4 separate regions of the Mus musculus genome follow, and all the other regions are linked to region 1. Evidence: chromatin contacts called from public ChIA-PET, Hi-C and Micro-C data. All regions are on one chromosome and are shown on one strand. The core of a region is the stretch at or near the end of the contact, and the rest is flanking DNA. Distances in the headings are between cores, read along the strand shown. Region 1 holds the start of Neurl3 (neuralized E3 ubiquitin protein ligase 3). Region 2 holds the start of Zap70 (zeta-chain (TCR) associated protein kinase). Region 3 has its middle 7.5 kb from the start of 1110002O04Rik. Region 4 has its middle 6.4 kb from the start of Gm33176.

Region 1 (5,251 bases), core at 1,289-3,788:
ACTAGAAAGTCGCCTGTGAGCCATTCAGTAACCCTGCACACATGCACATGTCTGCAGGCAAGTGAAACTAAACTTAGTGGGCCATAAAAAACAAAACAGGAATGAAAGCTGGAGAGAGACCTGTAAGGAAGAAGAATGAGTCGAGTCCATATGGGGTAGGAGGGGACAAGAGGAACAGGGTTGTCATGGAGATGGTTTGGTTGTTCAGAGCACTTTACTGATCCTCCAGAGGACCCGCGTTGTCTGGGCTCACAACTGCCTGTATGTCCAGTCCCAAGGCAATCCAAAGGTTCCGGCTTCCAAGGACTGCCACACTCAGGGGCACAGAGCTACAGCCAGACACATACAATATATAGGATTAAAATAATAAGAATAAAATTTAAGATTAAAACCCTCACCATATATGTGTATGAGACTGTCAAAGAATAAAACATAAAAGTATTTTCAAAGAAGGAAAATGCCACTGGGGGTGTAGCTAAGTTGGCAGGGTGCTTGCCTAGCAGGCATGAAGCTTGTGTGTGTGTGTGGTGTGTATGATTTGTTTAGTGGGTGTGGACATACATGTGCCACGACATGTGTGAAGGTCAGAGGGCAGCTGTCAGTCTTCTCCATATACCATGTGGGTCCCTGGGTCAGACTTAGCAGCAGGTCAGGGCCATCTCACCAGCACTGAAGGGTGGAGGCAGAAGTTGAGCCCACGAGTGACTGTCAATTATAGTGAAGGTACTGGGGCAGAGGTGAGTGTGAAGGGATGGTGATGAACAGGGCGGGGCCTAGCAGGAACAGTCTGATCCAGTTCTCCCCCGCCCTGATGTCCACGGTAAGCAGGGCTTGAGGAGCTTGGGGCTGGCTTCATGGGAGAAAGGTGGGGGGCCTTCCTGTTTCTGCAACCCCCCAAATGTAGGGAGCCTGTTTAGAACGGCACATCCTGAATCCAGTCAGTGGGGTAGCTAAATTCACTTGGATGTGGGTGTCTTTGGCCTTGCCTTTGCCTTGCTGGCTGCTAGCCCGAGCAGGCTACAGGTCCTGTCTGGGGACCATACCACCTGCCTGCTGGTCTGCAGCTAGCCCAGTCATTTTCTAGAAAGGCTAAAACTGCAGAGCAGGCACCCTGATTGGGCACCACACACCTCTGTTAGGGGGATGTGGCTAATCAACAAGGATCTCTTGGCTCCAGCCCTGAGCAACCCAGCAAGGGAGGAGCATCCACAAGTGTCCAGAGACTGGTGTGCCTGCCAGGAGGTGCCAGGAGCCTGAACCTCTTAGACTGAGCCAGCCGGGGCATCGGGGGAACTGCAACCTTTAGAAGCCACAGGACTCCGGCCCAGGTGACTGGCACTGGCTCTAGAGCAGCTACCTGTGGTCTTGGCAGAAGTTATACATCTAGTGCAGTGACAAAGGGCGCTCAGCAAGGGTGTGGCCGGAAAAAGAAAGTCCAGGGGTTACAGCAATGTCTAAGGTAACCAGGGCTACACTGATAACACTCACCTTCCCCTGGCCACTTCTTCTCACTTAGGCACCACATGCTGGCTGGAAAAGGTCCCCAAACCAGAACATCAGACCTCAAGAAGAGGAAGGGATCTGCATAAGGTAATACAGCAGACACAACCTGGGTCTCCAGCCCTCTATTTCCCTCCTCAGTCGAACCGCCCCCGCCCCCCCCCCGCCCCCCCCGTCCTGTCTAGCTCACTGTCATTTCCAGGTGCTCCTGTTCCTTTCTTTCTTTTTTTTTTTTTAAAGATTTATTTATTATATGTAAGTACACTGTAGCTGTCTTCAGACACTCCAGAAGAGGGCATCAGATTTCGTTACAGATGGTTGTGAGGCACCATGTGGTTGCTGGGATTTGAACTCCGGACCTTCGGAAGAGCAGTCGGCGCTCTTAACCACTGAGCCATCTCGCCAGCCCCCCCCCCTCCCCGTTCCTTTCTTAAAGGGGCCACAGAAGTCACAGAATTGTGGCTTTGATCTGGAATCTCAAGAAAGACCTAATCTGGCGGGGAGGGGGGGTGGGGTGGGGGTGGGGTTGTAAGCCCCCAAACCAACCTTGCCACTGGGCGGCCTCACCTTCACAGGTCCTAGGATTTAGCTCAATCAGTTAACCTTCAGCAGCGCTGCGCACCTTCTCTATGTGGGGTTGGACACCATGCCGGCTGCTAATCAAAGTTCCTGCATGCTCTTGAAACTCCCAATGCCCAGATCTCATCCCAGACCAGGACCACCAAAGTCTTTGTTGGGGAGAGTGGGGGAGGGCGTGGCGGCGGCACGGGTGTTTACTAACATGCGATTATAATTCACAGACAAGGGCTGCTTAGAAGTCAAACAGAAAACCGTCTGCTGCAGCCACAGTTACAGCCCCTGCTTCCCTTCTTATCTCAGACCAGCCTGCTGCAGCAGCAGTCCACTGTGAGCCACGAGAGGTCATGGGGAAAGTCCCGGATATCGTCATGCGTGACAGCATCTAATTAATCAACAACTCTGTAACGTGAGCTCCAGCCTATAAAAGGGGAACCTTCCGGAGTCTTGTAACCCTGACCACTGGCCTTCACAGACATCTTCAGACCCAGGGACTTGTGCCCCAGGAGGAGCTCAGGCTGATGGGTTCTCTCCTCAGCCCTGAGGCCAGTAAGTAGATTTCCCGTATGCCTTGAGCTGGCTTCTGGAGTCCTGACTGCATGGAGTACAGGTGGGAGGTCTGGAAAGGGGAGATCAGAGACTTCATTGGCTCCTAGAGTGGGTTTCTCCATGGTCTGGGCTGCGCGAGGGCGAGAGCTTCCTGCCTTCCCAGGAACCCAGCAGAAGCGGGGTGTCTGGTCCAAGATGGCTGCGGAGATACACACCCCTCCTTCCCACCCACTACCTGTAAGCAGTCTTTATCTAGGAACTGGATAAGGGAGAATCAAGGCTGGGGTGGGGAAAAGGGGAGAGCTTAGGAGGCCGGTGGAAAAACGAGGGATTTCAGCCTTGCCAAATTGTCGGTGGCAATGTGGACAAGTCATTTTTGTCCCTGGACTCTTGGTTTTTTTCTCGTCTGAAGGTTGGGACTATGCCACCACCCTGCTGTCCTTTAGGACTCCAAATGTAGATATCTAAATAGTAATGAGATAAGAAGTTTCTCTGAGACACCAGTACCTGTGGTCACGTGTCCCCTTAGCAGAGGGGCCTGGTGAGTGAGCAGGAAATAGCATGCCACCCCTTAGAACAGAGACGGGGACCAGGCACCCTAGACCTGCCCCCCCAAGCCAATCAGTGCCCCTGTGTAGGGCCCTTGGCAAGCACCCAAGGCTTGCTCACAGTGGGCGGCCACGCCCAGAGCCACCTCTGCTGTGGCAGCTGTGTTTGGATTCAAGGCAGGGCAGTAACAATGCCAAAAGGGATGGGGTATAACAGGTACAGATGTGGGGGGGGGGGAGTGGGAGAGGGAGAGGAGGGAGGAGGGAGTGGGAGAGGGAGAGGGACTGAAACTGTGTAGCTGAGCCCACAGTCTCCTTGGGGCTGGGAGGACAGGAAGGGACCTTTCTTGAGCTTCCCCAAGCTCTGCATGCTGGGGTGCAGAGGGGAGAACAGGATTCTGCAAAGGGCTGACTGGGTGCCTGGCATCCCAAAGACCTTGATGCTGAAGGTGCTGGCAGTTAGGAGGCCATCACGGAGCAGGTGGCTGAGCATCCATCACTAAAATCCCCAGAGCCTTGCAGCAGAGACTATAATTTGTCTTCATCTGCCCAGGCCTGGAGATGACCCTACAGACATGGCTGGCCTGTCCCAACTTCCTAGCAGTCTAGATCCAGGCCAGCCTCCGTCAGTGGGTAGCACAAAGGTGGGGGTCACTGGAGAAGGACTACCTCTCTATTGTATGGAACCTCAGGACCTGGCTTAAAAATGGGGTCTAGAACAGGAATTCTCTAGTTCTTGATAGACAGTACTCTGAACCCTGTGCCAACCCTGCCAACCAGGACACACCCAATTAGAGAGCCACGTTTAGCTTGTGCCCACCTCTGCCATAGCCCAGCCCAGCAGTGGGGTCTGTCAGGTTGCTCAGTCAAAGGGCCAAGATGCCTGCCAGTCTCTGCAGGAGGAGGAAGGCAGAAGAAAAGTGTCCACCCCTTTCGTGCCACTGTGACCCAGCTCTAAAGCCAGGAAGCCGTGCTCAGTGTAAAGGGAAGGTGCGGCTTCTGTGGGGGACAAAGTCCTGCAGGCCTTTGAGAGACTGGCAGGGTAAGGGTGGCCTTCAGCTCTACTCCATCTGGGTCGTGTGCTCAGTGAATAACCAAACAAGCCATATGAGAGAGTGCGTGTAGCAAGTCCAGGCCTTAAGAGGCCCCTTGTGGCTTGCCAGTGGTGGTACCTCCTGGGAGCCACACCCAGAGAGGGACACAAGGCCTGAGCATGCAGAAGAGAGAAGGTGGTTTAACTGCTCACCTAGGGACCCACGGGGGCAGCAGCATGTCCCCTTCAGCTTCTTCCCTGTGACACAGGACATGGTTCCCAAAGATCCCTGGGAAGGCTCCTAAGTGGGGATGGAGCTTTGCCCATGCAAGCTGCCAACCAGGCCAAGGCTTTCTTTTCCTGGGACTCTTGTGCCCTCAGAGGCCATTCCTGGGGCAGTCCCCCTTCTTCTGAACTGATATCCATCAGCCATCCTCCTGCCTCTCTTCTGGGAAGTAGATGGGGGCAGTGAACTGAAGGTCTCCCTCTCCCAGAGCAATTCTTCCAGTCCTCTGTCCTCCTGGAGATGGAACGCACCCAGGTGAACACCCTGCCTGCAGCCAGGGAGGACTGGCCACCATTTTAAGATGAGCAGTCCAAAGCCTCCAGACCGGAAGGGGATTTGAACCCTTTCCGTGGAGGCTGTAGTGGCTGAGGCCCGGGGCTCCTGCTTGCTCCATTTCTACTTTTGTGGTGGACCAGCAGGGTTGCGGAGGGACTGTTTCCAGCATCTGCTCTTGTCCAGGATTATTACTCAAGCCCCTAGCCCACAGCCTCACTTGAGACCTTCACATCAGTGGTGGCTATGACCCAGCTGAGGGATGGGGAGGGCTCTGGCCAGTAGCACCAGGACCTCACAGTCTTATGTTTGGCTCTGTAGGCAGGCCTGTGATCAGGGGTCAGCCAGCGGGTGGGGGTGGGGTTCCTCTGGAGTCTGGCTCAAGTTCAGCTTGAGTTCATCTTCCTTTTTCAGCCAGCTTCCTCTTCTAACCCTCCTCCCCACCCCCTTCTTAAAGAGGAAAGGCAGGCAGGTCTCTGGGATCTG
Region 2 (5,251 bases), core at 1,428-3,927, 490 kb before region 1:
GCTAACACACCCACTCTGTCCTCCCTCCCACCACAGGAACCTGCTCAGTCCATTTGCTCAAGCCCCTCAGTGGAAGCGCAACAATATGGTCCAAGCTGTGGGCCTCTGCACTGCTTAGATACCCCCTTCCTCCATTCCATTCGGGTCTGTCCCCTGACTTCCCTATAGCACAGCCTCTAGGTGGTTCTCCACACCAAGCTCATCTCCTGGTTAGCGTTACCACTAAATATGATACACATGTATCAATATGTTGACATCTTGGTCCCTTGCATGCTTCATTTTCATTGCCACTAAACATCCAGGAGCCAAGAAGGACTATCATTGGCTGTAATGAACAGGGATACCCCTTCAAGGGCCTGGCAAGCATGAGGGTCACAAGGAGGGCTGGGAATAGGAGGCCTGGGGGCTTTACCATCTAGCACACAGGTGAGAAGATCTGCTCAGGGATCAAAGCCAGCCATGCCTTTGTCCTGGCTCTATGCCAGGATTCCAGCTGCCTCTCTCTGCTAGAAAAGTTCATGTTGCCATGCCCCCCTACCCCATCCTTCCTAGGATGCATCAGGTGCCTAGGAGGGGGAGCCTTCCTCAGCTCGCACCTCCCACAACCCAGCCCTCACGGTCACTGTCTGTTGCTCTTTCTATGACTGCCCTGAGCCTGGCTCCTCCGGGCACAGACCACAGCAGCCCCTTTTCTGTCTTAGCCCCCGCTTCCTCCCACACAGAGAACAAGGCCGGCGATTCCTTACGAGGCTGTGGGGCATCCTTTAGGATCTACTCCACTTAACCTGCTCCTCAGCACAGTTGCCACCTGGGGACCGATACTGCCATTCCTCATCTGGGGAAACTGAGGCTCGGAGAAGCTATGCCAGGCACGCAACCTGACCCACAGTCACTCAGGCCCAACAGAAACTGATGTTTCCAACTAATACGGTGCAGAAGAGACCGTAGAGCTCTGAGCCAAGTCCCCGGGGACTCCATGTCCCCGCAGACCCCAACACTGCAGCCGAACTACTTGGACTGCCAAGGCCTTGAGGCTGGTGGGGGCCAGAGATGGTCTTAAATCTAGCTCGCTGAGCATATGTCAATTGATGGGGCAATGTCCCTCCAACCCCGCAGAATGGTCAGAACCCCAGCCCAGCCTCCACTGACTGGATTCTAGAAATGACGTGACCCCCCTAAGCAAGGCAGCTTCTGCTCTCTAGATATCCAGCTATAGGACAGTAAAAGATAGGTAGAAAACATTGGGGCGACCCAGGACAGTGCCCATAGAGTAGAGGAATGGTGAGGGAAGGGCCGTGGGAAGGGGTGTTTGACAGCATTCTTGACATCTACCCATTGCATGCCGGGATTGCCCAAGTTAATACCAAAAACATCTCCAGACACTAGTGCCCACTGGGGACAGGCGGCGTCAGCTGGCTTTAGGTCAGCATGACCCCGTTCCTGTGGTCCTTGGGCCTGAGCAGGGGTGGTCAGTATAGGGTGGTTCAGATGCTGCAGGCCTCGTGGAAGTTTCCAGAATCTGTGATCAGGGCCTGAGACCCTCCAGAGCTAATGATAACAATTAGCATCCTAACAACCTATTAACTATATGGCACCTATGTCCCTGAACACTGAATGAGGTGTCAGATACAGAAACTGTGAAAGCACAGAGAGGTGGGGTGACTTGCCCAAGGTCACACAGCAATAAAGAGCAGGCAGATCTAAATGGACCCAGGCCCCTGGCCCTAAAAAGTGTAAACTTTAACACCCTCCAGGCTGCTGGCCCACCAGAGCATCTGCGGGGGTTGCAAAGGCAAAACTGAAGGTCAGGTGAACTTTGGGTTTGTCAGAGGAACCTTAGCAGGTGACACCTTCGATTTTCCAACTTAGGACTTGGTGACCCCAATCTTTCAGCAAGGCTTCAGTAAACACCTACTGTGTGTTTGATGTCCTAGCTAAGACAAGAGCAATGAATGTCACTGTGACCGTTCACAGGAACCCTGCTATTTTCTGCCAGGCCTCACTGTCTGAGATACCTCTTCCAGCCTCTTGGCCAACAAACAAGGCAAGCATTTAACAGGCAGCCAACTCTGTATCTGTTTTTTAAATGCAGATTCAGAGAGGCCAAGACAACTGTCAAGAGCACACAGCTACGGAGCAGAGATCTAGTGATAGTTCCTTTCCCCTGCTTTAACATGACCTGACTCCGAGTGGAGCCTGACTCGAGCCCCTCTCCAGAGCTACTGACATTCTGTTGTCCAAGCTCACAGGCCTATTGTACCAGCCTGCCTGTGCTGCTTTCTAAAGCCAAGGAGCCGACCCAACAGGAGTCTAGGAACCCAGAAAAAGACACCGGCACCCCTCGGGTGACCTGTTTCCCCAAGGGCGCCCCTTAGCTCCACCGATTGCAAAGTCTCAGGTCCCTACCACTTGGGCCTACCCAAGCCCAGCCTCAGGCCCCTGCGGACCCCACCCTCCTCACACAGAGATCAGAGTAAGGGAGTGACACCCAGTCACACTCCCTCCACCAAAGGCTAAAGGGTGGCCACTCACCTGGACACCCTCGAGGCTATCACAGCTCACAGGGTACGGCAGGGCCCAGCCGGAAGGCCTGGTGTCCCCAGAGCACTTTTTCTCACCAGCACCTTTCTTTGCAGCTCAGCCTATTTCCTTGATGCGAAGACAGGAAAGAGAGCCGTGTTTGAAGTTGACGTCAAAGCAACAAAATGCTGTGTGGAAGGAAAATCACAGGCCACATGCTCCTGGCGGGGCAGAGCACATTTCCGGGGTCACGCAGTACCAGCCGCAGGGTGTCGGGAACACAAGAGGAAGGTGGGGATTGTAGCAGCCAGGGATTGGGGCAAAGGCTGCTTCCCACAGTGAGCCCCCACCTGAGGGGGGCACCTGGAGTGTTGGGGGAAGGGCAAGTTCTGGAAAGGAGGGGTCCCCAATGTGTTCCTGTCCTAGATAAGGTTGCTATTACTGTGATTAACACAGTGACCAAAGCAAGTTCGGGAGGAATGGGTCTACCTGGCTTATACTTCCACAGCTAATTATCGAAGTATGTTGGAGCAGGAACTCAAACAGAGCAGGAAGCTGGAGGCAGGAACTGATGCGAAGGCCATGGAGGGCTGCTGCTTACTGGCTTGCTCAGCCTGATTTCTTCTAGAACCCACGACCACCAGCCTGGGAATGGCTCCACCCACCATCAGACGCCCACAACGCAACCTTATAGAAGCGTTTTCTCAATTGAGGTTTCCTCTCAGATAACTATAATACGTGTCAAGTTGATATAAATCTAGACAGTACAGTGCCCAATTTCTTGGAAGCATCCAGGGGCAGGCCTCTGCCGGAACCCTAGAGGCAGGCTCTAAAGCTCTAAAGCTGGGGTGAGGGAGGGGTGAGCCCACTGGGACTCCAGAGCTAGGCTGGTGTTCACCTAGAAAAAGCCACGATGGCAGGGTTATTCTACAGGAGCTCTGGGAAGAACTGGCTCTGGAGCTGGGACAAGTAGGCGGGGTCCCCCGACACTCATACACTCTAGTCCAGCCCCACAAGGGTCTACCACCTTGACCACTTCACATATCTAGATCATACTAGAAATGTGCATTGCCCCAAGGTCTCTGGGAGCCACACCAGTTACTTGAAAGCATCAGGGGCCGGGGATGGGGGTTGGGGGTGGGGGAAATGGGCGGCATTCTCCTCCTCCGAGGTGGGAATCTCCAGTGCTCAGAGAAGGGACATCTTGGTCTCAGCAAGCCACAAGCCCCTTCCTGTCCCACTTCGTGTCCAGAAGCTTGCGACTGGAAACAGTGTCATAGCTGCAGCCCGCAGTATGTCTGCTTCACTGAGGAGAGGATGCAGATCGCCACAGATAGGAGCATTGTCCCATGAGGTGGCAAGAGGGAGGCACGTCCTTTGAACTTCAGAGGGAAGGGCTACCGGATGCTAGGGAACTCAGCGCGTCTGGTGGGAGGGGGGGTGTCCAGTAAACTGTGAACTCAGAGCCTAGGAAAAAAATTGAACCTGTGCCCCAACACCTCCAGGTGTGCCTCTGAGGAGAAGCAACCTGGCCTCCTCTAGGAAACCTCCCTCTGCCTCACACTGGCCAGAGAGGCCCGAGTGCGCAGGCAGCTGAAACTAGGCAGGCCATGTTTGGCTCCATAGCTAAAGGAACATCAGACCTCAAGTGGGAAAAATATGGCAGGTGCCCTGGGAGGGGAGGAGATGGAGCCTCAGCCTTCCAGAGAGGTCAACTCGATTGCCAACACCACCACCTCCACCTGCCCTGCAGCCCCAGCCACAAGGACAACCTCTTTCACCAGGGTCCCTCCTGGATTGACACCCCCCTGCCCCTACTCACTCACACACATACACACACACACACACACACACACACACACACACACACAGTGACTCAGCTACTTTCCTTCTGGGCCTGGCTAGGATGCCTTCTATCCCTCATCCGTTTCTACCTCTTGGGGCCATTGTGAATATTAAAACAGGCCTGAAAACAAACTCTGCCTGTGATAGCTATCCTTATCAACTGGACTACATCTGGAATGAACCACAATCCAGAAATGGAGGGCACACCTGTAAGGTTTTTTTGGTTTTCTTTTTTTTTTTGGGGGGGGGGGTTGTTTGTTTGTTTGTTTGTTGTTTTTTGTTTTTTTTTTGCTTGGGTTGAAGAAGGTGGATCTACTTCTAGTCCAGACCTCTGAGATAGGAAGACACACACAAGTCTTTGGTTTGGATCTTGAGACAGGAAGACAAACCTTTAGTCTGGGCCACACCTTCTGTTGGAAGCCTAGATACAAGGACATGGAAGCAGGCTCTTTGCCTGCTTGCCCTCAGCCTGCCAGCATGGCTATTCCTTCACTGGCATTAGAGCCTACTTACACTGAAGGCCAGCTGAGGCACCCAGCCTTGTGGACTGGGCAGCTACTGGCATCTTGGACTTCCTGTTCATAGCCAGACATTGTGGGATTAGCTGAACCACAGCCTGTAAAACATTCTGGTTTATGCTGTGCAGCCCCAGAATTCTCTTGCGTTCTCCAGGGGAATCTCTGGGGTACGGAAAGCTGCCAAGCACCACGTAGGAGGCTGGGAAAATTGAAAGTGGTCATCATCCTTGCAAATGAACCCAAGCTGAGTCTAAGGAGAATCAACCGATTGCTCGATTGTTCGATTGCTCGATTGTTCGATTGCTCGATTGCTCCACTCACAGCAGCCGCTTGCTGTGTGTCCTTCTTGAGCGCTTCTCAAACGGCTG
Region 3 (5,251 bases), core at 1,178-3,677, 410 kb after region 1:
AGTCACTTTTCCCGTTGCTGTGATAAAAAATGCTCGGGTGACAGCTTAAGGGAGGAGGTGTTCATTGTGGCTCACAGCTTAAAGGTCCAGTCTATCATGAGGTCCGGTTCACAGCTTAAAGGTACATTCCAGTCCATCAGGAGGTCCTGAAGGCAGGAGCGTGGGCCAGCTGGCCACACTGTAACTATAGTCAGGAATCGGAGAGGGACGAATGCCTGTGCTCACCCAGACTACTTCTTTTCTTCTTCTTCTTCTTCTTCTTCTTCTTCTTCTTCTTCTTCTTCTTCTTTTTTTTTTTTTTTTTTTTTTTTTTTGGTGCAACCCATTTTTAGCTTAGGCCTTTCTTTCCACCTCAATTAACCTCAATCAAGAAAAGCCCCCATGGGCGTTCCCAGGGGCGAAATAATGCCTGGCATGTGTGCCCGGAGGCTTGTCAAGTTGGCAGGGAACCCTAAGGATCGCCAACAGGGACACTGCAGTCCCCGTGCTTACTGGAACTCACTTGCATGCCATGGGGATCCAGACAAGGAGTGGGGTGCCACGCACAGGCTGAAGCTATGTGGGGGAGGCAGAGCTGATAGGATTTGCTGGTGGGTGGGAATAGTGTAGAGAGTAAGAAAGCGGGCAGGAAGACACAGGAGCGAACAGCTGGGCGGAGGCACCACTAAAGAACGGAGAGAGGAAAAGCCAGCAGAATTAAGGTATAGCAGCTCTGCTCTACAGCACAGAAGGGAAACCTCCGCAGGAGCTGGGGATGTGATACCATGGGTGAGAAATCCCTGGCACATCTTAGATGTTATGATTGATCAATTTGACAGCATCTAGAACCGTTTTCCAACCTGTGGGTCCCAAGCCCTTTGGGAGGGAGGTCAAAGGACCCTTTCACAGGGGTCACATATTAGATAGTCTGCCTATCAGATTGCAATTCACAACAGTAGCAAAATTACAGTTATGAAGTAGCAACAAGAAATAATTTTATGGTTGAGGGGGGGTCACCACAGCATGAGGGACTGTAGTAAAGGGTCACAGCATTAGGGAGGTTGAGAACAACTGCTCTAACATGACCTAGAGGGCAAATCTCTGAGCGTGTTTGTGGTGGAGTTTCCAGGTTGGGCTTATTAAGATGGGAAGACCCACAATGCACGTGGGCATCATCATCAAATGGGCCGAGGCCCCTGTTTGAATAAAAAGGAGAAAAGAAACTGAGTGTCAGCACTTGGTTCCAGAAGGAGTAGTCTATCACTGTACTGGCTGGGTTTGGGTGTCAACTTGACACAGGCTGGAGTTACACAGAGAAAGGAGCTTCAGTTGGGGAAAGTGCCTCCATGAGATCCAGCTGTGGGGCATTTTCTCAATTAATGATCAAGGAAGGAGGGCCCCTTGTGGGTGGTACCATCTCTGGGCTGGCAGTCTTGGGTTCTATAAGAAAGCAAGCCAGTAAGTAGCATCCCTCAATGGCCTCTGCATCAGCTCCTGCTTCCTGATCTGCTTGAGTTCCAGTCGTGACTTCCTTTGGTGATGAACAGCAGCATGGAAGTGTAAGCTGAATAAACCCTTTCCTCCCCAACTTGCTTCTTGGTCATGATGTTTGTACAGGAATAGAAAACCTGACTAAGGCAATTACTATGGGAAGGCATGGTAGCATTCAGGCATGGCAGCTGGAGCAGGAAGCAGAGAGCTTACACCCTAAGCTGCAAGCACAAAACAGCAAGATGGAGGGATGAAGGGAGGAAGGTTACAAATTGGAAGTAGGTGAAGCTTTTTGCTTTTAAAGCCAGTCCGTTAGCAACATTTTTCCTTCAGCAAGGCTGTACTACCTAGACCATCCCCAAACAGCACCACTAACTGGGGACCAAGTGAGTGTTCAAATGCCCAAGCCTGTAGCCATCTCACTCAAACCACCCCAGGGAGCAACACTGTCCATCCATTCAGGGACTGGACTGAGCCATTGCCTGTATTGAGCCTATGACCAAAACCAGACACAGACTACCCGTTAGCAGGGAATCAATAGGACTAAGCTTGATAAGAAGCAGTGGGCTATCGACAGAAGGAAAAAGAGGATGGCAAGTAGAAATCACTCGTGGAGTGCTCACAGAGTCCAAGAACTGGAGCATGGCTGGTTACATTTAAAGTCTGTTAAGTTCAAGTGTTAAAAATTTATGTGTAAAAACAACTTTACAGGTTTTATGTGGGGCCTGGGAGATGGCTGACTCAGCAGGATGCTTGTCTTGCCAGTGTGAGGCCCAGAGTTCATGCCCTAGAACTCCTGAGTGGTCTGTTGTGCCAGCACTAAGGAGTTGGAGACAGGTGGATACCTGAGGCCCCTGGCTGTCTAGCCTAGCCTACTTGGCAAGTCCCAGGCCAGTGAGAGTCTGTCTCAAAACTGGTGAAATCTGAGGAATGTCACTCAAGGTTGACCTTTGGCCTCCCTATACACACATATGCATGTATGCATAAACCCCAGTAAAACACACACACACACGCACTCGTGCATGCAGCATCATGTGTAGCTATAGATGGATAAAATGTGTAATTTTCAATGAATAAAAGCAGGAACAAGAAAAGTCAGCCATGACAGTAAAGTGCAAGAGAAAAATAAATCAGAGAAGCAAAACCAAACAGAAAACATGAAATACTGTGCGATAAGGGGCTAAACAGAAACCGAAACAGATCAGCAGCCACTATAGCCACAGCAGCCAAGCTCTCCTACCGAAAACAGAAAACAGCCACTAAAAGGTGGAGTTAAAAGAATGAACATTCAGATGTAGATGATTTATTTTACACATAAATTTTTAACCAACCAAAGCATAAGCAATCAAACAAACCCCAGACAGTCCACAGGAAAACACTCCCTAGGAAAACAAGAAGAAGAACACCACCACCACCATTATGAAGGAATTGTGAGGAAAATTTGAAATGGATAGGAAGAACTCACCAGAACATCCTAAATTATACACAACTAAAACCACAGCTTCATATTTACAAAGCCAAAGGTGACACAGTTATATATATATATAAAAGTAATTCATAATGACCCAGAGGGAGCTTGTCATCTCTCTGGTGAAGCCTATGGAAACCCTGTAAGGACACACAGACAACTTGGACTTCACAATAAAGCTAAATTGACTGGAGAACTATGTATCGGTGTACACAAGGAAAGTACACCGATCTCAGCAACGTGTGGAACTTAACAGTATATTGATCATCTACTAGACCAAATGCCAATCTCAATGAATTGCAAAGATGTTATAGCATACAAACAAGCTGAAATCAGTAATAAAGCAAACGATGGAAGGGCACGAGTGCCTGCTCAAGTCAGTGTGAGGAGCTCAGCCTGAGTTCCCAAAAACCTACACAGAAAAGACAAATGTGGCTCTATGTGTCTGTGACCCCCGTGCTGTGAAGGGAGGATGCAGGAGGATTGGTGGGGCTCGTTGGTGGCTGTCATATGTAGTTCCAGATTCAATGAGAGACCCTGTCTTAAGAGAGTAAGACAAGAGAGAGACAGAGCAGGACAAAGCCTTCTTTGGTTTCTATATATGTTTCCATGGGCATGTGCGAGTGTATACACACACACACACACACACACACACACACAGAGAGAGAGAGAGAGAGAGAGAGAGAGAGAGAGAGAGAGAGAAAGTAAAAAGAAAAAAAATAACAGGAAACAGATAAACAAAAGCCACATATTTGAGGACGTGAAAAAATATGTAAGGATAACTCATGGGCTAAATTTTTTTTAAAAAAGAATGTTAATAGGAAACATTTAAATTTGAGTTTGAAAAACTCTACTTTCAGAGACCACTTCTATAGTTCCTTAAACTTGAACTATGATAAAAGTACTAGATATAAAAGAGAGTGGTTGTGTTTAAACAGAAACTTACAGTTTTGCTTGTACTAATGACTAATTAATAAGACTTATCTCAATGATGAGATAAATAAGAATGAATGTAAGCCAAAGAGGTAGAAAGAAGAAAAGACAAGGAACAGATATCACTGAGAGAGGAAATGAAAAACGGAACTGCGATTTTAATCAATCGAAGGATGCTAAAACCTTATGCAAGTGTAGCCGATTAGATAACTTCTTGACAAGTATTACTTCCTCAAACTGACTCATGACGAGATGGAAAAGCTGAATGGACAGAAAATCATCAAGAGAATGAGAGTGGTGCTTAAAAGTCTGACCAGGGCTGGGGAGATGGTGGCTCAGTATGTAAAGCACTGTTAGCCAGAGCTGGACCTCAGGTCCTCAGGTCCCTCTTAGCTGGCATGGCAGCCAGCCCATCTGTGATTTCAGTACAAAGTGGGCAGAGACAGGGCATCCCTGGGGGATATTAGACTAGTCACTTCAGTGAGCTCTGGGTTCAAGTGAGAACCCTTCCCCAGGAAATAAAGTGGAAGCAGATTCAGGAAGACACCTGGCATCAATCTTTGACCTCTGCATACATATTCACATATGTACAAGTACACCCCACACATGTACCCCACAACCTCACACATATATATGCAAAAAAAAAAAGTCTATACATAGTGTCAGCCGATGCTCTAGGGTAGAGGGAGATGCCAGATGACTGTAGAGTGAGTTTTCAAAGGAATCAGGGAACAGATAGTCTCCATGGTATGTAAATTATTCTGAAGAAAATGGAGAGTGGTTCTTGGCTAATTTTGTAGGGCTAGCATAACCTTGCTATTAAAATAAATAAATAAATAAATAAATGTAAGTAGAGAAAATTACAGGTTAGCCATGCTCATTAACATAAATAAACATCAATCAAACTCAAGCAATAAACAAATGAAATACTGTGCTACGGCTGAGCTGCTCCTCAGAAAGCATTGTGGAGTAACAGTATAAGACACAAACCTAGACATCTCTGAGAGGAGAGAACTACCACCCAGAAAATGCTAGCGTCTATGTGGCATCTTCTAAGTTAGTGATTGATGGGGGAGGAACCAGCCCACTGTGGGTGGTGCCACCCCTGGGCAGATGGCCCTGGGATCTTTAAGAAAGCTGAGCAAGCCATGATGGAGCAAGCCAGTAAGCAGTATCCCTCCATGGCCTCTGCTTCAGTCCCTGCCTCCAAGTTCCTGCCCTGCTTGAGTTTCTGCCCTGACTTCCCTTAGTGATGTACTGTTTGTTACATGGAAACAGAAAAAATAAACCCTTTCCTCCTCAAGATGCCTTTGGTCATGGTGTTTTTATCACACCAATAAAATCCCGAAGACAAAGGGCAGGATTAATAATTTTGCTATA
Region 4 (5,251 bases), core at 1,725-4,224, 340 kb after region 1:
TCTAGCCCTGCAGAGACTTGATGTGTCAGGGTGTGGGGGGAGATCCCCAGGAGGACCCCCACCAGATCAGTAGAGAAGGGGAAGGGGGTAGGGGAAGGATTGTGGGAGGGGATGGTTGGGAGGGGGGCATGGAGCAGGATGTAAAGTGAATAAATAAGCAAAAACAAACAAACAAAAACAGAAAGCAAGCAAGCAAGCAAACAAACAAACAAACAAAAGTGATTACTGCTCTTCCAAAGGACCAGAGTTCTGTTCCCAGCCCTGACATTGGGAGACTCATACTTGCCTGTAGCTCCAGATGCAGGGGATCCAATGCCTTCGTCTAGCCTCTATGGGCACCTATACATGTGTCACAGGTACACATACATATAAAAATAAATAAACCCGGCACAACATCTTAGCACAATAAAAGTTGGAGACAGACAGACAGACAGATAATTTTGTATTGGGAAGATAGCACAGCCAGTAAACACTTGCTCTCTCTCTCTCTGTGTGTGTGTGTGTGTGTGTGTGTGTATGTGTCTGTGTGTCTGCTAATGTCAACCTCCGTTGTTCGTAATAGGTTGTTCATATTTTGCTGCTGCTGCTGCTGCTGCTGCTGTTGTTGAGACAGGGTCTCCCACTCACCTGGAGTTCACTAGTTTGGCTACTAGTCTGGGTTGCCAACAGCCTCAGAGATCTGTCCGTCTCTGCCTTCCTAGTGCTGGAATTAAAAAAAAAAGTGGAGACCCACCATATTTTTGTGGGTCTATTTATGAGTTTTCTAATTTCTAATGTGCTACCTCTGTCTCTCTCTGTCTCTTTAACTTGAGTTCTAGGGGTCAAAACTCAGGTCATTTTATTTGCTGGGCAAACTCTTGACTGATGACCCATCTCATCAGAATCTATTTAGAATCTATTGTACTATGTCCTACATTTCAGTCGATAATCTATTTTTGAGTTGGTTTTTTTATTAAAAAAAAAAACCAACCTTCCTTCCTTCCTTCCTTCCTTCCTTCCTTCCTTCCTTCCTTCCTTCCTTCCTTCCTCCCCCCACCTTCTCTCTCTCTCTCTCTCTCTCTCTCTCTCTCTCTCTCTCTCACACACACACACACACACACACACACACACATCCCAAAGCCCACCAGGCATATTTTTGTGGGTCTATTTATGAGTTTTCTAATTTGCTCTGTTGATTAATGTATCTATCTCTCTGACCATGCTGTTTTGCCTTCTGTACTAAAGCGTTAATGTCAGGCCATTTTCTGTTTTTTTCTGTTTTTTCCATTATCTTTATGTTTTTCCCCCTTATTTCAAGATTATTTGCTTTTCTGCTTTTCCATTTCTGGCTGAAGGCTCCATTTCTAGACTCTCCTGGCAGCTGCCAGCTGGTGTTGGTGTCCAGTGGCTTTCACCTGTTGCCTCTGCACACATATGTCAACGATGCTTTGTCTGACCTATTACTGATAACACAACATTTTTGCAGGCTTTCAGAAGTCCCCAGAGTCCCCTGCCATGGGATTATTGTAAGATAAAGTCTAACCCAAGCGGTTGGAGAGGAATCATGGGAGGCGAGGAGAGATGTTTGCCTGATAACAAGTCAAAAGCACCCTCTTTCACTTTCTTTTTTCTTTAGCTTTTCCTCTTCCTTCAAGTGGCAGTAATTCAGATGTGGTTCCAATTAGGACATATGGTAGAATTAATGAGTCCCTTCTAGTGTATATCATGGGCCAAATTCAGTATAGAGAGAACATGAAATTGTCCTTGAAGATTATAACACCAGCAGCTGTCACCCTCTCGGCACATACTAGATGTCACATAGTGGCTAACACATCCTATCCTCACAGTGACATGAAGGGTTGGCATTGTCTAATTCTGGAAGGGGATTGGAAATATATTTGAATAGAACATGATTTATTTGGTAGAGTGTTTACCTAATATGTATAACGTCCTCATAACCCATGCGTGGTGATACAGCCTGTAATTCCTGTACCTAGAAGACAGAGGCAGAAAAGCCAGAGAGGTTCAAGGTTATATTTGGCTTTATTCTAGGTCAACTTGGGCTGAGACATGAGTGCCTGTGTGAGTGAAGTGTGTGTGTGTGTGTGTGTGTGTGTGTGTGTGTGCGTAGAAACCAAGTGTTCAAATACACGAGTGTGTGTGTGTGTGTGTGAGAGAGAGAGAGAGAGAGAGACAGAGAGAGAGACAGAGACAGAGACAGAGAGAGCAAGCATGTATGTACAGGCACAAATATGAGTGTGTGTGTGTGTGTGTGTGTGTAATAGATTGCTTATGGGAAGGTATGTGTGTGGAAAGTGTATGTGCCTGTATAGGTATGCGTATGAGTGTGTCTATAAGAGTAGAGATGTCCTGGATCCTGGGGTTATCCGTGCTCCCAACTGAGCACTGTTGAGCACTGCCACCAACTTCAGGGTCAGAAGGATTATCCCCTGAGCCCTGGCCCACTCTGGTTCCCCAGATGTGAGGGTGAGTTAAATCACGGGGCCTTAGACTGCTGGATCTTGGGATGGTTTGTAAAGTAACAGTGGATATGGATAAGCAGAATGATCAGTTATTTTTTATATTTCCCAAATAGTAATGTGTCATGTTTAGGAAAAGGTTTCTATAAGGCTGTTTCAAATTAGAAAGGACAATGTCAGCAAACTGCGAGGGGGGAAAGATGCCCGAATCCCAGTGAGGCGCAGGGCTAGCTCATTCATTTGGATTCCATTCTCATGGGATGACTTATCCTTCTCCTGCTAACAGCATCACTGGTAACTAAAGTTAGTCTTGGCTCCAAAATCAGCATGTTATTTTAGAGCTCAAAGCAGGCAGTGAGCGAGCTGTTTGGGGACTGATGACAGCTCTGTCGGATTTGGCTGGCAGGGCCTTTTTTTTTTTTTTTTTTTTTTCTCCACTGTTGCTTGGGTGGCTGTAAGGAGCAGCCAGTGGCCGCCTTGGCGGTCAGCAGCTTGCATGGATGCCCAGAAGTCTTCAGTGGGTTATCAGCCACTTCAGCTTCTGTGGTCTGAGCTTCCTTCCACCCCCACACTCAAGCTGAAGTTCTAATTGCTGAGAGCTGAGAGTATGACCTTATTTGGACATAGGCTGCTTCTAAAATGAATTAAGCTGAAAGCAGGTCACTGTGCAGGCCCCCTACTCCAGTAAGAGCAGAGTCATGGCTGGGAAGGTGGCTCAGTGGGTAAAGTCCTGCCTTACTGGCATGAGGACCTAAGTTGGGATTCCCCAGCATATATATATGCTGGGATATATACATATTTCCGGAACAAACCCAACAAAATCTAGGTGTGCCTACATGCATCTTTGACCCTAATGTGTGGGGAGTGTGGAGGAAGAGAAGAGATGGCAGATCCTTGGAGCTGGCCAGCAGCCAGTCTAGTGGAATCAGAGAGCCCGAGGTTCCAGTAAGAGGACCCCGACTCAGAATAGAGGATGACCTCTGATGTCCACATACATACACATGTACACCCATACGCACACACAGGAGAGACTGGCTAACTGGTCCCCAGATGGAGACAGCTCTGCTACCACCTTGAATTTGGACTTCAGACTTAAGACAATACACCTCTGTTGTTGACGGCACCCAGAGCGAGTTACTTGCTTCTGGGAGTCCAAGAGATCCATGCTGCCCATGTAGGGGACACTTGTTGGATACTTGCCTACATTCTATGGTTTTACAAGTCATGACACTTTTGGATGCAGTCTGGAGAACAATGAGTGAGTCTATTAAGCACGTAGCAATCAAACGTAAAAGGGTAAAGGGTAACTAGCAGATTAAACAGACTGCAAAGCACCATCAAGTCAGGAGATTAAGACACCTAAGAGAGATGAGTGGGGTGGGCCTAGACGGAAACAAAAAGAGGCAGTGTCACCTAAACACCACTTACGGTATCCAGCAGACACAGACCGTGGAAGCCATGTTGAGGCGATCAGCTGGATGTCTTGGCTCAGGGTCTTCTTCTTTCTATGGATAAGAGTCCACCTTCTTGCAGGTATTTTTATATCATGGGATAAACGAAAGTGACATCTGTTAGAAAGGAAGCAATGTTTTTAACATCATTAACGGTTTGCTTTTTCTTTTTCCTTCCATGTCACAGACGTAGGAGGGAAGCTGCCTCAGGACAGAGAGTTTTAGATTTGAAACATGCGGGAGTCTAGGACAAGATAAGTAGGCAGACTCTCAGAGTCTGTGTTCAGTAAGCATGAAAGGCACATGATAGTTACTGATATGACACATAAGTGAAGTCCCTACTCTGATGATGAGGACCTGCCCCCTCCCACTGTGGCAGCCCAGAGCCACACTCTCTCCCCCCACCCCCTGCCATCCCCCAGTCAAAGCCCTTCATGTCCTCTGAGACTTTGCTACCTCTGGAGGCAGTCTTATATGGAAGTGACTCATCACGTCTCTGTCCAATGGGCAAGGTTTCCAGGTAGGACAGTTCGCAGCCCAAGGAGCAATTGTTTAGTTACGTGACTATGCGAAGTTGGATTGGGTCACTGCTCTTGTTTGGCTCAGTGACCTAGAGATCATGACCGTAGTGAGAGGTTGGCAGAGGACAAAGACTTCTGGGAAGAGGAAGAAGGCAGCTGAGGACAGAGGAGGGAGGGCCTGGGCTGCATCTGCAGTGGCTCCGAGCATCCCTGGGATCCATCCAGGACCACAATAGGATGATTTCTAGGGATCTGGCAGAGATGTGTTACAGGCTGATGATGTACTGGCCTTCCTCCAGTGACCTCTGGGTTAGCGAGGGATACCTTCAGAGATGTCCGGCAGCTACTGTGGGTCTGATATGCAGTGAATGAAATGACTCCACTTGTCAAAATGATAAAAAATATTTTATTGACTGGGCGGCAGGTGGGTAGTGGGCTGGGTGATAACTACAATGACCCTCTTCCCCCAGCCTTCCAGCAGTGATCTCAGTTAGATGCAGGCATATGGACCATGGTAGCTTTGGTTTGTTTTTCTGCACTCTGTGTGTGTTTGTGTGTGCAAGCATGCATATATGCATATGTGCATAATACATTACACATATACATATACATAAATGCATGTGTTTAGTCACATGACTATTGGGTTGGGTCACTCACTGCTCTTGTTGGCTCAGTGACCAAGAGTTAGAGTGAACTTAGTTGTCATTTCTCAGGTTCTACTCACCACCTTGTATTTTTAGAGACAAGGGTCTCCTATTGACCTAGAATTCATGAAATAGGATAAGCTGGCTGGCCAGCGAGCCTCTGGGATCTGCCTGCT

What was found. Hi-C and Micro-C count contacts between places; a contact is called where the count stands out from the background. ChIA-PET counts read pairs in DNA pulled down with a chosen protein or histone mark.
Region 2: a contact with region 1 is called in an RNA polymerase II ChIA-PET map of memory CD8 T cells, with 21 read pairs. The contact joins the promoter of Zap70 here to the promoter of Neurl3 in region 1. A contact is called at or near these places in 2 of 39 promoter capture datasets (cranial neural crest and second pharyngeal arch cranial neural crest) and 2 of 115 datasets of contacts at active chromatin or transcription factors (effector CD8 T cells and memory CD8 T cells).
Region 3: a Micro-C map of the G1E-ER4 cell line shows a contact between it and region 1, with 4 times the contacts expected there. The contact joins the enhancer-like site here to the promoter of Neurl3 in region 1. A contact is called at or near these places in 4 of 39 promoter capture datasets (embryonic stem cells, fetal liver, hematopoietic stem and progenitor cells and 1 more), 4 of 484 Hi-C or Micro-C datasets (the G1E-ER4 cell line and group 2 innate lymphoid cells) and 2 of 115 datasets of contacts at active chromatin or transcription factors (bone marrow-derived macrophages and memory CD8 T cells).
Region 4: a contact with region 1 is called in a Hi-C map of the G1E-ER4 cell line, with 4 times the contacts expected there. The contact joins the enhancer-like site here to the promoter of Neurl3 in region 1. A contact is called at or near these places in 1 of 39 promoter capture datasets (hematopoietic stem and progenitor cells), 1 of 484 Hi-C or Micro-C datasets (the G1E-ER4 cell line) and 1 of 115 datasets of contacts at active chromatin or transcription factors (bone marrow-derived macrophages).

What each region holds. Positions count from the first base shown.
Region 1 is chr1:36,270,712-36,275,962 of GRCm38.p6, reverse strand. It overlaps Neurl3 (neuralized E3 ubiquitin protein ligase 3), which reads left to right and starts at 2,538. Exons shown (of 4, transcript NM_153408.2): 1 at 2,538-2,625. The coding sequence starts at 2,598.
Region 2 is chr1:36,759,224-36,764,474 of GRCm38.p6, reverse strand. Zap70 (zeta-chain (TCR) associated protein kinase) reads right to left here and starts at 2,677. Exons shown (of 13, transcript NM_009539.3): 1 at 2,533-2,677.
Region 3 is chr1:35,859,812-35,865,062 of GRCm38.p6, reverse strand. No RefSeq gene overlaps it. Among named protein-coding and RNA genes, the nearest start is that of 1110002O04Rik, 7.5 kb to the left of the region's middle. Within about 2 kb of position 2,427, at least 22 of the 459 cell types and tissues checked have an H3K27ac peak or open chromatin away from gene starts, as enhancers often do. A contact at or near this core is called in the G1E-ER4 cell line, group 2 innate lymphoid cells, hematopoietic stem and progenitor cells and 1 more, where this site is marked.
Region 4 is chr1:35,933,029-35,938,279 of GRCm38.p6, reverse strand. No RefSeq gene overlaps it. Among named protein-coding and RNA genes, the nearest start is that of Gm33176, 6.4 kb to the left of the region's middle. Within about 2 kb of position 2,974, at least 88 of the 459 cell types and tissues checked have an H3K27ac peak or open chromatin away from gene starts, as enhancers often do. A contact at or near this core is called in the G1E-ER4 cell line, where this site is marked.